2 separate regions of the Mus musculus genome follow, and region 1 is linked to region 2. The links are chromatin contacts, called in public promoter capture Hi-C maps. All regions are on one chromosome and are shown on one strand. The core of a region is the stretch at or near the end of the contact, and the rest is flanking DNA. Distances in the headings are between cores, read along the strand shown. Region 1 overlaps Bnc2 (basonuclin 2). Region 2 overlaps Bnc2 (basonuclin 2).

Region 1 (6,257 bases), core at 2,293-4,792, 130 kb before region 2:
TGGTGGGTGATCTGAGAATGTTGATGCATATGCCTGTGTGCTCAAGTGTGGAGGCTACGGGTCCGTGTTGATGGTGTCATCTGGGGCTTTAGTTGTTGAGACAAGGTCTCTTACTAACCCTGGAGCTCACCCCTTAGCTAGCCTGCCTGGCCAGCCACCTGTGGGTAGCTTGCAGCTACCTCAGCAGCACAAGGCTGCAGATGTGTGCCTCTACAGTCTGCCTTTTAACATCTTTTTAATGTTACAATTTTATTACTGGATAAAATCTAACTGGTCATGATTTACTACTAAATTTTTTTATAGAATCATGTTCCATTTATATTTATTGATTTATTGATTGATTGATTGCACAGTTCTTTTGGTTTGAGGGGCAGATATCTTTACATCTCTCAGACACACTTTGTCAACATTGTCCCGTGTGTTTTATTTTTCAAGAGTTTAACTTATTGATGATTGAGAAGCCTGTAATTAGATTTCAGGATTTTATCAGGATTTCTAAATGCATTTGGTTATTGTGCAACTTCTTTGGAAGATACATATTTTCCCTCAGTTTAAATTTAGTGTGTGCACTCTCGTGCAAGTGCATGTTCGTGCACGTGCGTATACATGGGAGTCGACTTTTTTCCTTCAACCATGTGGGTCTGAGGCCTCAAACTCAGGTTGTCAACCTTGGTGGCAGGCGCCCCTGTCCGTTGAACAGTCCCACCAGTCCTGTTCTTTTTCTATCAGATGAATTTTATTACGTAAACTTCTTTAATGTGGAAGGCTTAGAGAAAGAGGGGAGTAGGGCTCTTTTTTTTTTTTTTTCATTTCTCCTGAGAAGTCTTTAAAGAGATGTTTATACAAATCAAATATGCTTATAACTTAAAAGAAATAATTTGGTGTGGCAAGTTTTAGGTAATAATAATAAAAAGTATATACACACTCCATAACCTTTCTTTGAGTCTTTGGTTTAAGTCCTCTGTCATACAGTGCCAAAGCGTTTTTCTGAAGTGTGTGTGTGTTGAAACATGCACGCCTGTCCTAGTGTCGTAACTAATTATATCTCTCCCATGCTTACTTCTAGTAATTGGATGGCGACCTCCCACAGCATGCGTTTTAACTTTTAGCTTTATCTGGAGGGCCTGCTATAGAAATTACGTTTTTACCACATAGCAGCTTAGCTGTGCACAGTGTGCACTGTTTAAAACATACCATATACTCTATGCTTTGCAGAAATAGTGTACGTTCAGGGGGAAGGTTTTTTTTCCCCCTTTTTATTGAGAATAGATTCTCTTCTTGCATAATATATCCTAATCGTTGTTTCCCCTCCCTCTGCTCCTCTAAGTTCCTTCCCACATCCTTTCCGGTCTGGATCCATTTCTTTTCAGTCTCCTTAGAGAAAAAAAAGAACTCTAAGAGGTGTGCATTAAGATAAATCATTCTATCCGAGTTGGCTATGACAAAACAACAGACGGAGAAGGTCCAGGAGATGGCTGAAGAACCAGGCGCTTGTCCGTGCCCTCGGGAATCCCTGATGTAAATCGCTAACATAGAACCCACAGCATGCTCGCAGAGGACCTGCTGCAGACCCCAGGAAGCCCTAAGCGCATGCTGCTCAGTCTCTAGGAGCGTGGCTCAGCTGATTTACAGGATGCTGTCTCCTTGGTGTCCTCCAACCCCTCCGGCTCATACACTCGTTAGCATCTTCTTCCCCCACAGTTCCCTGAGCCCAGAGAGGAGGACATCCCATTTAGGATTGATGGAGGATTTGATGGAGACCTCGAGTTTAGGGTTGAGGGTTCCAGTGTCTCTCACTCTCTGTGTAATGTCTGTTCCCATCTGCTGCAGGAGGAAGTGTCTCTGATGATGGCTGACGAAGGCACTGAGCCTCTGTGGTTCTACAGATTGTAGCATTGTAGCCTGGTTATCATTGACTTAACAGCTATTACCCACACATAAGTGAATATATACCATAAGTCTTTCTGAGTCTGAGGAAAAAGCTTTAGCAGTGAAAAAAAAATTGTAGTTGGGCTGACACGCATCTGCCTTTGCTGATAATTATACACTGTGTCAGCTGACTTTGGTGTTTCATCTCTGAATTGGAAACTGACAGCTCAGTGTGAGAGTGAAGTTTTTCAGAATTTATTTTCCCTTGAAGTTTTTCAAAGATCACCTGTAGGAGAGACTGGATGGCGTGCTGGTCACTTAATCTTCGTGGTCGACAATGATTTGACACATATTCTATGAAAATGCTCCGAGGAGAGTTTTCACAGACTAATTTAGAAACTCTTGTCTTGGACATGCTTGTGACGAGAGCAGTAAATGTTTGTTATGCGCACAAGCATGTATGAAAATATGTGATCCTTGTCCATGCCTGCTGAAAGAGAACTTTACCAGTTCTAAGTCTCTGAACTGCAGTCTCGTAGAAATTAAAGTCTTAAGGCTGGGAGCAGTTAATGCTAGTGATGGTTTGTGGTGGTTAGCATTGTGCCGTGCTGCCTGGTGACTGTACTCTGGGGACTTAAGAGATTCCAGTCAGCACTTGGGAAGGAATACACCACAGAATCCGAGACAATTAAAGATTTTTAAAGAGAAAGATTCAAAGACTTTTTACTGTTAATAAATAGGCCATTGGGGCTTTGCATACAGAAAGGGATTTTGCAGTTATCTTACTGATAATTACTTAAAATCTAACGCTGTTTTGTCTTAAGATCTTTATTTGCTATCATTCTTTTGCTGTAGTTAAAAATAAAATAGCTGTATGGGTGTGTACATGTGCACAAATAGGTGTGTGTGTGCATGTGTATGTGTACATATGTAGAGGCCAGAAGACAACAGTTAGGCTAGGCTGGCTGGCCAATAAGGTCCAGAGATTCTCTTGTCTCTGTCTCTCCAACACTAGGGATACCAGCATGTGATATGAAACCTGCCAGTTTTAGGTCTTCAAACTTTCAAGACAAGTGCTTTACCATCTAAGCTCTTCCCCAAACCCCTAAGTAAAGTTCTTAAATTATTGTCTCAGATATAACTGTCTCTAAATTTCATGCCACCTTTAAAAGGTTAGCCTTGTTTTGGTCTTGAGGCCAGCAGTAGTACAGAGGCATTGGACTTACATGGTATGTCCTGCAGTGTGAAATTTGTATTCCTAAATAATTTTTGTTTTGAAAGTTGAACTCCCAAGGATTTCTACTTAATAATCTATAGTAGTTTATACATTAGAAAAAGGTAGATGGCCAAATTAAAATAATGGAAAGGGTCTTTATGCTTTTCCAATCCATTTCTGTTAGCCACTTTTTTCTGTAGTATCGATCAAATTAATGCATATATGTTTAATACTAAGTTAGGTGAGAACATTAGAATTCACAGCTGGTAGACCACATGAGAAGAAGCTAAGTCTCAAACTGTGAGTCCCCAGCAGCTCTGTGGAAAGCTAGATGTCAGCGTGGCTAATCACAGGAGCAGCCTTGTCAGTGGACTGAACTCCCAGGGGCTGGGAACGCTGAGGCTTGTAGGGTGCTGAACTGGGGACGCCTTGTCCTCCGCAGGGAGTTGGCAGTCTTACTAGACGTTTTGTTTGTCACAGATGACTGAGTTAGGGAGACCTGCTGCTGGTTAGACTAATGACACAGACTTGTACAGAGCCCAGAAGACTTTGTGCCATGGTGAATTCGGTAAGACCCACTCATAGGCGTCACTGGACAGCTAACTGATTAAATAAAATAAAAACGTAACTGGTTAATGTAGATGGGAGGTTCCCTCAGAATTCTACCTAACAAAGTCCTTCCCTTAGAAAGACATGTTTCTGTTTCTTTAAGCTTCTTCATGAGTGGAACTCTGAATTCCACTTCCTAACATTCTTGAGTAAATCTGATTTGTAAAGGCATATGGATACTTTATATACTTGGCACACTAAAAATATTTAGTCATAAGCCAACAAATCAAACCCAGATATACTGACTTATGTAAATGCCAATCATATTATATGTCAATGCTTGGTAAATTAGCATGTTATTAAGTGCACTGAAACTCATGCTTTAATTTTAAAATATTGTGAGAAATTGCTAACCTATAAATATATGGTTTTTTTAAGTAGTGAAATAACTTCTTGATAAAAACTACCACCCTACCACCACCACTGTAGTATTTTCACATGTTCACTGTTGTTTCTTGGTGCCATCAGCTCCGCCGTTGTGACTGGGGAGAACAAACCCATTTATTTTGTTTGCTTGTTTCTGCCATTTGTTTTTAAATCTTCATTCAGAAATAACTAACTGATACAGTGTTTAGGATCTCCCCTTACACCAGTGATTCTCAGCCTTTCTAATGCTGTGGCCCTTTAGTACATTTTCTCATGTTGTGGTGACCCCAACCATAAAAGAATTTTCCTTGCTACTTCATAACTGTAATTTTGCTACTGTTATAAATTGTAATGTAAATATTTCTGGTTTTTTTTTTCTGGTTTCTTTGGGGTTATGCCACACAGATTGTGAATCACTGGCTTATACACACAGTTGTCTTAGGTCCTGAACATACATACATACATTTATTTATTTATATATTTATTTATTTATTTTTTAGATTATTGAGACAGGGTTTCTCTGTGTAGCCCTGGCTGTCTTGGAACTCACTCTGTAGACCAGGCTGGCCTCGAACTTAGAAATCCACCTGCCTCTGCCTCTCGAGTGCTGGGATTAAAGGTGTGGGTTGTTTTTAATTTGTTTTGTTTTGTTTGTTTGTTGGGTTTTTTGTTTTTGTTTTTGCTTTTTTTTTGTCCTGAACTTAATGTAGCACAGAATTTTTTTTTATTTGAACATATTTTTATTTTACAATTAAAGAAATAACAGACATTTCTATATGAATAAATTTTCCTTCACTGCTTACATTTGGATGTTCTTATACATTACAAGTTTTAAAAATAATGTCATCTTGTTTGCATACATAAAAACAGTTGTTAAAGATTGATGGATAGAACATAGACTTTAGAATTTCCAATTAAAACATATTTGGTTGGGCTGAAGAGATGGCTCAGTGGTTAAGAGCACTGGCTTCTTTTCTAGAGGTCTTGAGTTCAATTCCCAGTAACCACATGGGGGCTCACAACCATCTATAATGTGATCTGATTGCCTCTTCTGGTGTGCATGAAGACAGAGCATTCACTCATATATATATATATATGTGTGTATGTATATATAATAAGCAAGTAAATCTTTATTAAAATATTTATTTAATAGAGTTTATTTCTGAAAGGGAATGTAAATGTGTATATTAGTGAAGAGATTTATAGTGATTTTAACTGATATCTCTGTACTGTTACCTTTGGCTTTACAATAAAGGGAATGATATCTTTGGAGCTAACAAAGATCTGAATTTGAATATTAATTGTACTACTGAGAAAGGTAGAGTCTTGAGGGCATTGTTTTATCTGTTTTTAAAGTGTATAATTCACAAACTTTAATGTTATATGTCCACATTATTGTGTCTTAACAAAATTAACTTTAATTTTTCACGCCCATATGGAGGTTGAAAATGGTATAGGACTTCCTAAATGTCCTTCACCTAGATTATATATCCATTTAGTTATCATAAGTATATAATTATATGCCATGAATTGGATCTTTTTCTTTTTTCTTTTTTTTATTAGATATTTTCTTCATTTACATTTCAAATGCTATCCTGTAAGTCCCCATACTCTCCACCCTCCCTCCTCTGCAACCTACCCACTCCCGCTTCCTTGCCCTGGCGTTCCCCTGTACTGGGGCACATGATCTGCACAGGACCAAGGGCCTCTCAATTGAATCATCTTGAAGTATAGCATCACCAGTACTATTTAATTCTCATGTGTCCCCGGCCCCCGTTGTACCCCTACCTCAACTCTTACTCAAACGTTTGATGTCTTTCGCCTTTTGAACAGTATTTTATTTTTCTATAAAACAGGCACAAAATATGCTTGAATTTTTTGAGATAATATGCATGAAAGTAAATATGGTGTTTGCCTGATACAAGAGATAAGGGTCCGTTAGTTTCTTGTCTTTATCATGGGTACAGAAATATCAGAGTTATATTTATAGGAGTTATTCTGAGGGATGCGATGCCAGTTTGTTTTAGTGAGAAATTTTGTGCTAGTTTAGCAGGCACACAATATATAAGAATTAAAAAACAAAACAAGAAACCAAAATAACCAGCATAGGTTAATATGTTAAAATAATCAAAATGGAAGTTAAACACTTTCAAATTTTCTAAAAGTACATACATTAAGGAGTGTTTCACAGAAATAA
Region 2 (6,398 bases), core at 882-3,381:
ATAATGTCTGTGTAAAGGGGGAAAAACTGTCTTTTAACTAGGGCTTATCCTAATTCCAGCTACTAAGGAGACAGAAATGACACTAAAGCAGACTATCTGGCTTTGTCTTCTATGTGCATGCTAAGTTGCTTTGAGATCACCACTTAGTATTTTAGGGTATTCTTTTAAAGGAGTGAGGTGTTCTTCTGTTGTTCCTGCAGAGGGGCATGGCTTCCTTGCAGGGGATGGGCAGTGCCTTCTACAGGGATAATTCAGCTCACCTGCTGCAAGGTGGGGCCAGAACAAGCAGGACTTGCATCCCTTCTGACCTGCTGTGACTACAAGAGAAAGGAGGAAGATGACAAGTTTGAAAGTGAAAATGTTACCCAGGAAAGGAATATTAGTGCTCAAAGTGGGGGGAATTAAAGATAGGAAAAAAATTTGTTCTGAAAGCCCTACCACAGTGATTAAAATGGTGGTAGGGAAAAATGATGTTTTGTATGAACAGAACTATAGCCTCTGGTAACATTGCTGTGATTTATTCTAAACGTCCGTTGACTTTAAGAATTGAGCTGCAAACTGATGCTAGGACAGGTTTAAAGTTTAGGGTTGTGGCACTTGCTTTGGATGTCCCAGACCTCAGCACTGAAGTGAGCGCCTGTGTGCATTTGCACATGCTTAATACGGATTTTATTCTTACTGATTTATGCATTTTTACCATGCTGATGATTGAACTCAGGGCTTTGCCAATGCTGGATGCCTCTGCTGCATCCCCAGCCCAGTGCGTGTGACTTCAACTCCTCATTAGGGGCAGGCGTGTGTTGTCTTGTTCCTTCGCTTGCTTTTTGTTTACATTGCTTGCAAGCATGATCTTCACAAGTAATGAGTCAAGAAGTTCAGATTTAAATCCGGTACAGTTGCTTGCTTCTGTTGTGATAAGGCTTTAGCTATGTGATATGGTTAACTTCGTGTTTTAGAATTCTTCACCTTTGATTTTTTTTTTTCTTCTAAAAATTTTCTTCTAAAATTGTCAGGAGACATCAGAATTATTTCTGTTTTGTATTTTGTAAGTCTAAATTAAATGTCACTTAAATGTGAAAGAACTGGCACCTTCGCTAAGGAGTCCCCAAAGCAAATGGTCATGTCAGTAATCATAACCTAATTATGAATGCAAAGTGAAGTTTGTTTCTTAAAAAAGCACAAAACAGAGGAAAGTAAGCCCCACAGCATCTCACAGCATTATCTAGCCCAGGAGAAAGCCTCCTTCTGCGAAGCCATAGGGTCCTGAATGGTAGCAGTAGTAATAAGAGAGGATGCTGGCATCTGCCCAAGGACTTGTTCAGAGGGATCCACAAATGGCCTGCTCAGTGTGTGGCTGTACAGAAGTTCCAGGGTGACACATGCCTCCCAAGCCAGTCACAATGCAAGAGGTCAGGAGTCATGTTCAAGGGCAGGGTGTTTCTGGATAAGGCTGAGGAAGCAGAGGTGGCCCCTCTGTGCTCAGTGTGTGGGTCTGTGTACTCCTTTCCCGTCAAAGCTGGCCCAGCATGGCCAAAAAGTGGTTCCTTGGCAGGGTTTAATGGCAGGATGATGTAGTCTGTTGTGACTAGTGCATTCCTTTCAGGTTAAACTAGGGAAATGGCATTGTGTTAAAATTCCAAGTCGCATGAATGTTTTATTGCCACAGTGCATTTAGCCCTCCAGGGGAGTGTGTGTGGCAGAGGTGGGGTTGGGGGTGGGGTGACTTGGAGGCGCAGGAACTATCAGAAGGACACTTCCCTTGGAAAATTTTACCCATCAGCATGAAGCTGATTTGCTCTGATGGTCACTTAGAAGGGTTTCACTTTTTTTCTTCAACTGTGGCTGTTTAAAGTCTTGTAGTCCGGACAATTAGCAGCTGAAGAAAATATGACAAGACACACACACAGAGGCCGGCAGATAGAGAGGAGGAATGAGCCAGAAAGGAGCTGAGCTGCCTTGTGTAAACTGCCCAAGCAGGGCTCCCCCTCCCTGGCCGCCATCCCTGTCCCCCTTTCCCCAGGCTGTTTTTGCTGTCTGCCTGAAGGCCAGCGGGACTGCTCTGTTAACCTTGCACCACTGACTGGGAGGCCTCTGCAGCTCATGGTACTGTGTGTTACCATTACCACTCCCCCATTCCTTCTCCCTGGCTCTCCCCCCCTCCCCTTAACTGCTTCTCTATAACAACGGTTTATATTAGTCAGAGGCATACAATTTTGGAATGCAGAAGGTCTGAGTTAAAACAAAACAAATTTAAGTATGTGCTCGCTTGTGTTCTCCCCCCCCCCCCAACACTCCTGCATTTAGAAAGGCTATCCTGAGCCATTCTAATTCAATTCTCTCCAGACTTTTCCATCGTGATTTAAAACCAGGAATTCTGGAATTTGAGCAGTTTAAACAGGGAAGTTATTGAGTATCTGGAAGGAAGAGTGCTATGAAACCTTGCGTGGAGCCTCAGGTTGAGGGTACAGGCCTCAACAATGACCTCTGATTTTGCACACTGTCCCTCCCTTGCCCCTCTCAAGGAGTGTTTCTGCCTCCTTTATTGTTTCAAACATACAGTTGCCTGCCGAGGACTGATAGCTTGTATTTGTGAGCGTTACAAATAACACTCAGGACTCTTTCATGATCCGGTTCATTTGTAAGAGATTAAAATGTGCACTGATGGAACAGTTTCCTCTTGCTCTCTACCTTTGTAAAGCATTTGGGTTTCTCCCTGTGAAGAGGAGAGCTATAGCTTAAGAAAAGTCATAGTTTGAGCTGTAGTTCTGAATTGCCAGTTTCTCTATGTTTCCAAATGTTAAAATACTTCCAGAATATAACGGAAATTTAACATGAATATTGTACAAAAAATGAGGCATGAGTAAGCCAGTGTACCCTATTTATGTAGAATTTTAAGGGCTTGATTTGTACATTTTTATAAAATGATTTTGTCAAAATAGACCTCCAGAGTTTAATCTGATTAGTGGTGTTTGTATGATGGTTTGTTCTTTTTAAACAGATATATTGACATTGTTTATGGGAAGTCTTAAACTAGCAAGCAATCAACTTTACAACAAAATCGAGATTTATATGTGGACTTGATGCTTCACATGTAAGACATATTCATATACTAACCGTCTTCCCTAAGCTCTTGTGGTCCCCACAGAGTTGGCTCCTTTTACTCTGTGGCTGCTCAGGTGATAGTAGAGTTTGGCTGACTCTGGTTTCCAGTCGGGGATTTTAAAATGTAGGGTTTTGCTGGTATTTGTTTTTTTTTCCTTTCTGTTTTATTATTTATTATAACCAGTTTTAAAGTTGTCCCCCCCCCCCACAGGGTGTGAAAATAAAAGTGTCAAATAACCTTTCATGTGCATTTAGTTTATCTGGAAATATAGTTGATAGTTCTAATCATGGAAGCATTTTTTTTTAATTATGAAAAGGATGTTGTAGCTCTGCTCAGTCCTTTCCAATCTGATTTATTAAAAGTTTCCTCTTATTTTCCAAGAAGGAAAGAGTGAAATGACACCAACATTAAATCTCTCTAATAAGAACATTTCAGCCAAGGCAGGATGGTTTTCCCCAAGTCAGATTTCATTAAAAACAAATCAGTGTCTGTCCTTTGAGCGCTTTTTTGTCCCTTTTGCCAGCCATTAGCATATTGGGAGCTTCCTGGGATAACAAACTGGCCCTGAGTGCGGATGCTCCTGCTGTGATGTCATTCAGGAACCTCCCCCGTCACGTGACCTTGGATAAGACCCTTCAGCGCTGACCTTTCTTGCCTAGGATTTTGGACAGTGTCTCATGCTGTTGCCCAGAAGGTCTCTGACTCAAGCTCTTCTGCCTTAGCCTCTTGAGTCCTAGGATGATGCATTCCCAGCACACATTTTTTTTTTTTAAGGAAATAAATGAATTCATTAATTCTTTCAGTCATGTACCCATTCAGTAATTGAGATTGAAACCAGGATCATTTGTTCAGAGAGTCTTGTACTACTGAGCTCATCTTTGATTCTATGATGGAGACAGGATATTAACCTTGAGGAAGGGAAAAGAAGAATACACGCTAGAGGTTGTGGCTTGTTGTAGGGCCTTCATAGTCTGTAGCCCCTTGAGTTGTTCTGTAGCTTTGGTCCCTAGGGAAGCTTGACTGTTTAGAAACAACGGAGTAAAGCTTTAGGAAAGCATTTCTTCCTTCACCTGTAGGAAGGGAGAGAACAGTGTTACCAGGTCCGGGAGGTCCAAAATCATCTCCGTCTTTCTGTGATACCCTCTGTGACAAATTCTATTGCACCTACTTATCCTTGTATCGCCAGTCTTAACCATTTGCTTAAATTTTAAACATTTCCTATTTGTGCTAGATAAAAAGCCGGAACAAGTGAGTTGTAGAAATCGCTTGGCCCTTCTGGAAATTATTTGTACTTTTTTGAACATTTCTCCTTTTCCTTTCATTTATTCTTCTCTCATGCAATTCCTCCCCTCCCTCCATTCCTCCCAGTTCCTCTCCCCCAGATCCACTGCTCCTCATTTCCCTTCAGAAGAGAACAGATCTCCCAGGGATATCAGCCAAACATGATCTAACACATTGCAATAAGAAGAGGCACAAACGTTTATATCAAGGCTGGACAAGGCAACCCAGTAGGAGGAAAAGGGTCCTAAGAGCAGACAAAAATGTCAGAGACACACCCCCACCCCCCACTCCCACTGTTAGGAGTCTTACAAAAACCCTAAGCTAAACAACCACAAGGTATACACAGAGGACATATCCTAGACCCATTCAGGTTCTGTGATTGGAGCTTCTGTCTCTGTGAACCCTGTGAGGCCTGCTTAGTTGGTTCTGTGGGCCATGTTCTCCAGGACCACTCTGGCTCCTAAGTGTCCTACCACATACCACCTACCCCCACTTCCCCAGGGATTGCCTGAGCTCTGAGTGATGTAATCCACATCTGTTCTCATCAGGTATGAGCACAAGCCTCTCTGATGACCATTGCTCTAGCAGAGTATCATTAGGAATCATTTCATTGATTTTTTGGGGGGTGGGGGTCGGGGGAGTTGCGTTTCGTTCTACACTAGGTCTCTGGGCCATCTAGCTTCTGGTTCCTGGCCATCCAGGCAGTGTTAAGCATGGTCTCCAGTTAGACCAGTCACTGGTTGGTCACCCTCCTAAGGTCTGAGCCACCATTGCACCAGTACATCTTGCAGGCAGGATAGGTTGTAGGTTGAAGGTTTTGTGGCTGTGTTGGTATCCTATAGTGGGCTAATCCCACCACCACTGGAAGCCGTGCCTGGTTACAGAAGTTAGCCAGATCTGGCTCTGTGGCCTCCATAACTAGGATTTCTTCCTAGGGTCATCATAAAATCCAGGAACTTTGCATTGCACTAGGTTTCCACATAGCCCCCCCCCCCACCAAGTACCCCCCAATTCCATACATGCCTCCCTCTGTTCTTCCCTCCTGCATGGTATTCCTCCTGTTCCCATCCACACGAGCCCTCAGTCCACTCACAAAGTCTATCCCATTTCACTTTCCCAAGGAGATCCATACATTCCAGCTAGAGCCCTCCTCATTATTTAGCATCTCCCACCCTGACACTTTGAAGGTGCATTTTAAAGGGGTGTGATTCAAGGAACTGGTAAAACCAGAGTAGTTATATATGGGATGAGAGCTGTTGCATCCCGTCTTTTAGACCTCTGTCTTGGTGCATGGAGTACTTGATTTTAGAAAAACAGTATCTTCATACCTCTGTACTTTGAGGTCATGAGGCCTGAGAATTGAAGCTTGTATTTGATTTGAGTGACATCACTGTAATATTTAGAAGACGCTGCTCTGTAAGAGAAAAGACCTAAGAATAGCTATTTCTTTCATTGTACAACTTTTTGTATGTTTAATTTCAAGGTATACATATTTAGATATTCCCTGGTAGTAACATAATTTTAGTATGGAAGAAGGCTAAAAAACCAGGTCATAGTTTTTTGCTTAATTGTGTCTGAGTATAAACAGACTCTTCTTCAGTTTGAAAAGATTACAACTCTTCAGTCCCCTATGTGCATGTATGGATAAAGGTAAGAGCAAAACATACTACATTGAATAAATTGTCTGTAAAAGTAATTGACATAATTTTGTGTTCTCTTTGTAACACATAGATTTCAGGTTTTCTCACCTGATAAATTTATATTGGGATTTTATATAGTACTTTATCAGAAATATGATTTCACTCCTGTGAATACAGGGAGGACCCATATTTATCAGCTGACTATATATGCATTTGAACTGGTCTCTTGCTCTGACTGGGAAAGTTATGGACTCTCCCTGAGGCTTGACTAAGTCTAATAATGTGGGACTTAGGAAAGAGGGCTGTAATGTGTGGCACAGAACTGGAGAGCTGTGTGACCGCTGTCATTGTCCTCTTTTGTCGAGTGTTGTTAT

Evidence for each region. Capture Hi-C pulls out chosen DNA fragments and counts their contacts.
Region 1: a contact with region 2 is called in a promoter capture Hi-C map of adipose tissue. The contact joins two enhancer-like sites. A contact is called at or near these places in 6 of 39 promoter capture datasets (embryonic stem cells, hippocampal neurons, liver and 1 more), 1 of 15 datasets of contacts at CTCF or cohesin (the NIH/3T3 cell line), 4 of 484 Hi-C or Micro-C datasets (all in embryonic stem cells), 6 of 115 datasets of contacts at active chromatin or transcription factors (all in embryonic stem cells) and 2 of 9 other capture datasets (adipose tissue and pancreatic islet).

Annotation. Positions count from the first base shown.
Region 1 is chr4:84,649,251-84,655,507 of GRCm38.p6, reverse strand. All of the region lies in intron 1 of Bnc2 (basonuclin 2), which reads left to right. Among named protein-coding and RNA genes, the nearest start is that of Bnc2, 23 kb to the left of the region's middle. Within about 2 kb of position 3,542, at least 5 of the 459 cell types and tissues checked have an H3K27ac peak or open chromatin away from gene starts, as enhancers often do. A contact at or near this core is called in adipose tissue, where this site is marked.
Region 2 is chr4:84,519,069-84,525,466 of GRCm38.p6, reverse strand. All of the region lies in intron 3 of Bnc2 (basonuclin 2), which reads left to right. Among named protein-coding and RNA genes, the nearest start is that of Bnc2, 150 kb to the left of the region's middle. Within about 2 kb of position 2,131, at least 124 of the 459 cell types and tissues checked have an H3K27ac peak or open chromatin away from gene starts, as enhancers often do. A contact at or near this core is called in adipose tissue, where this site is marked.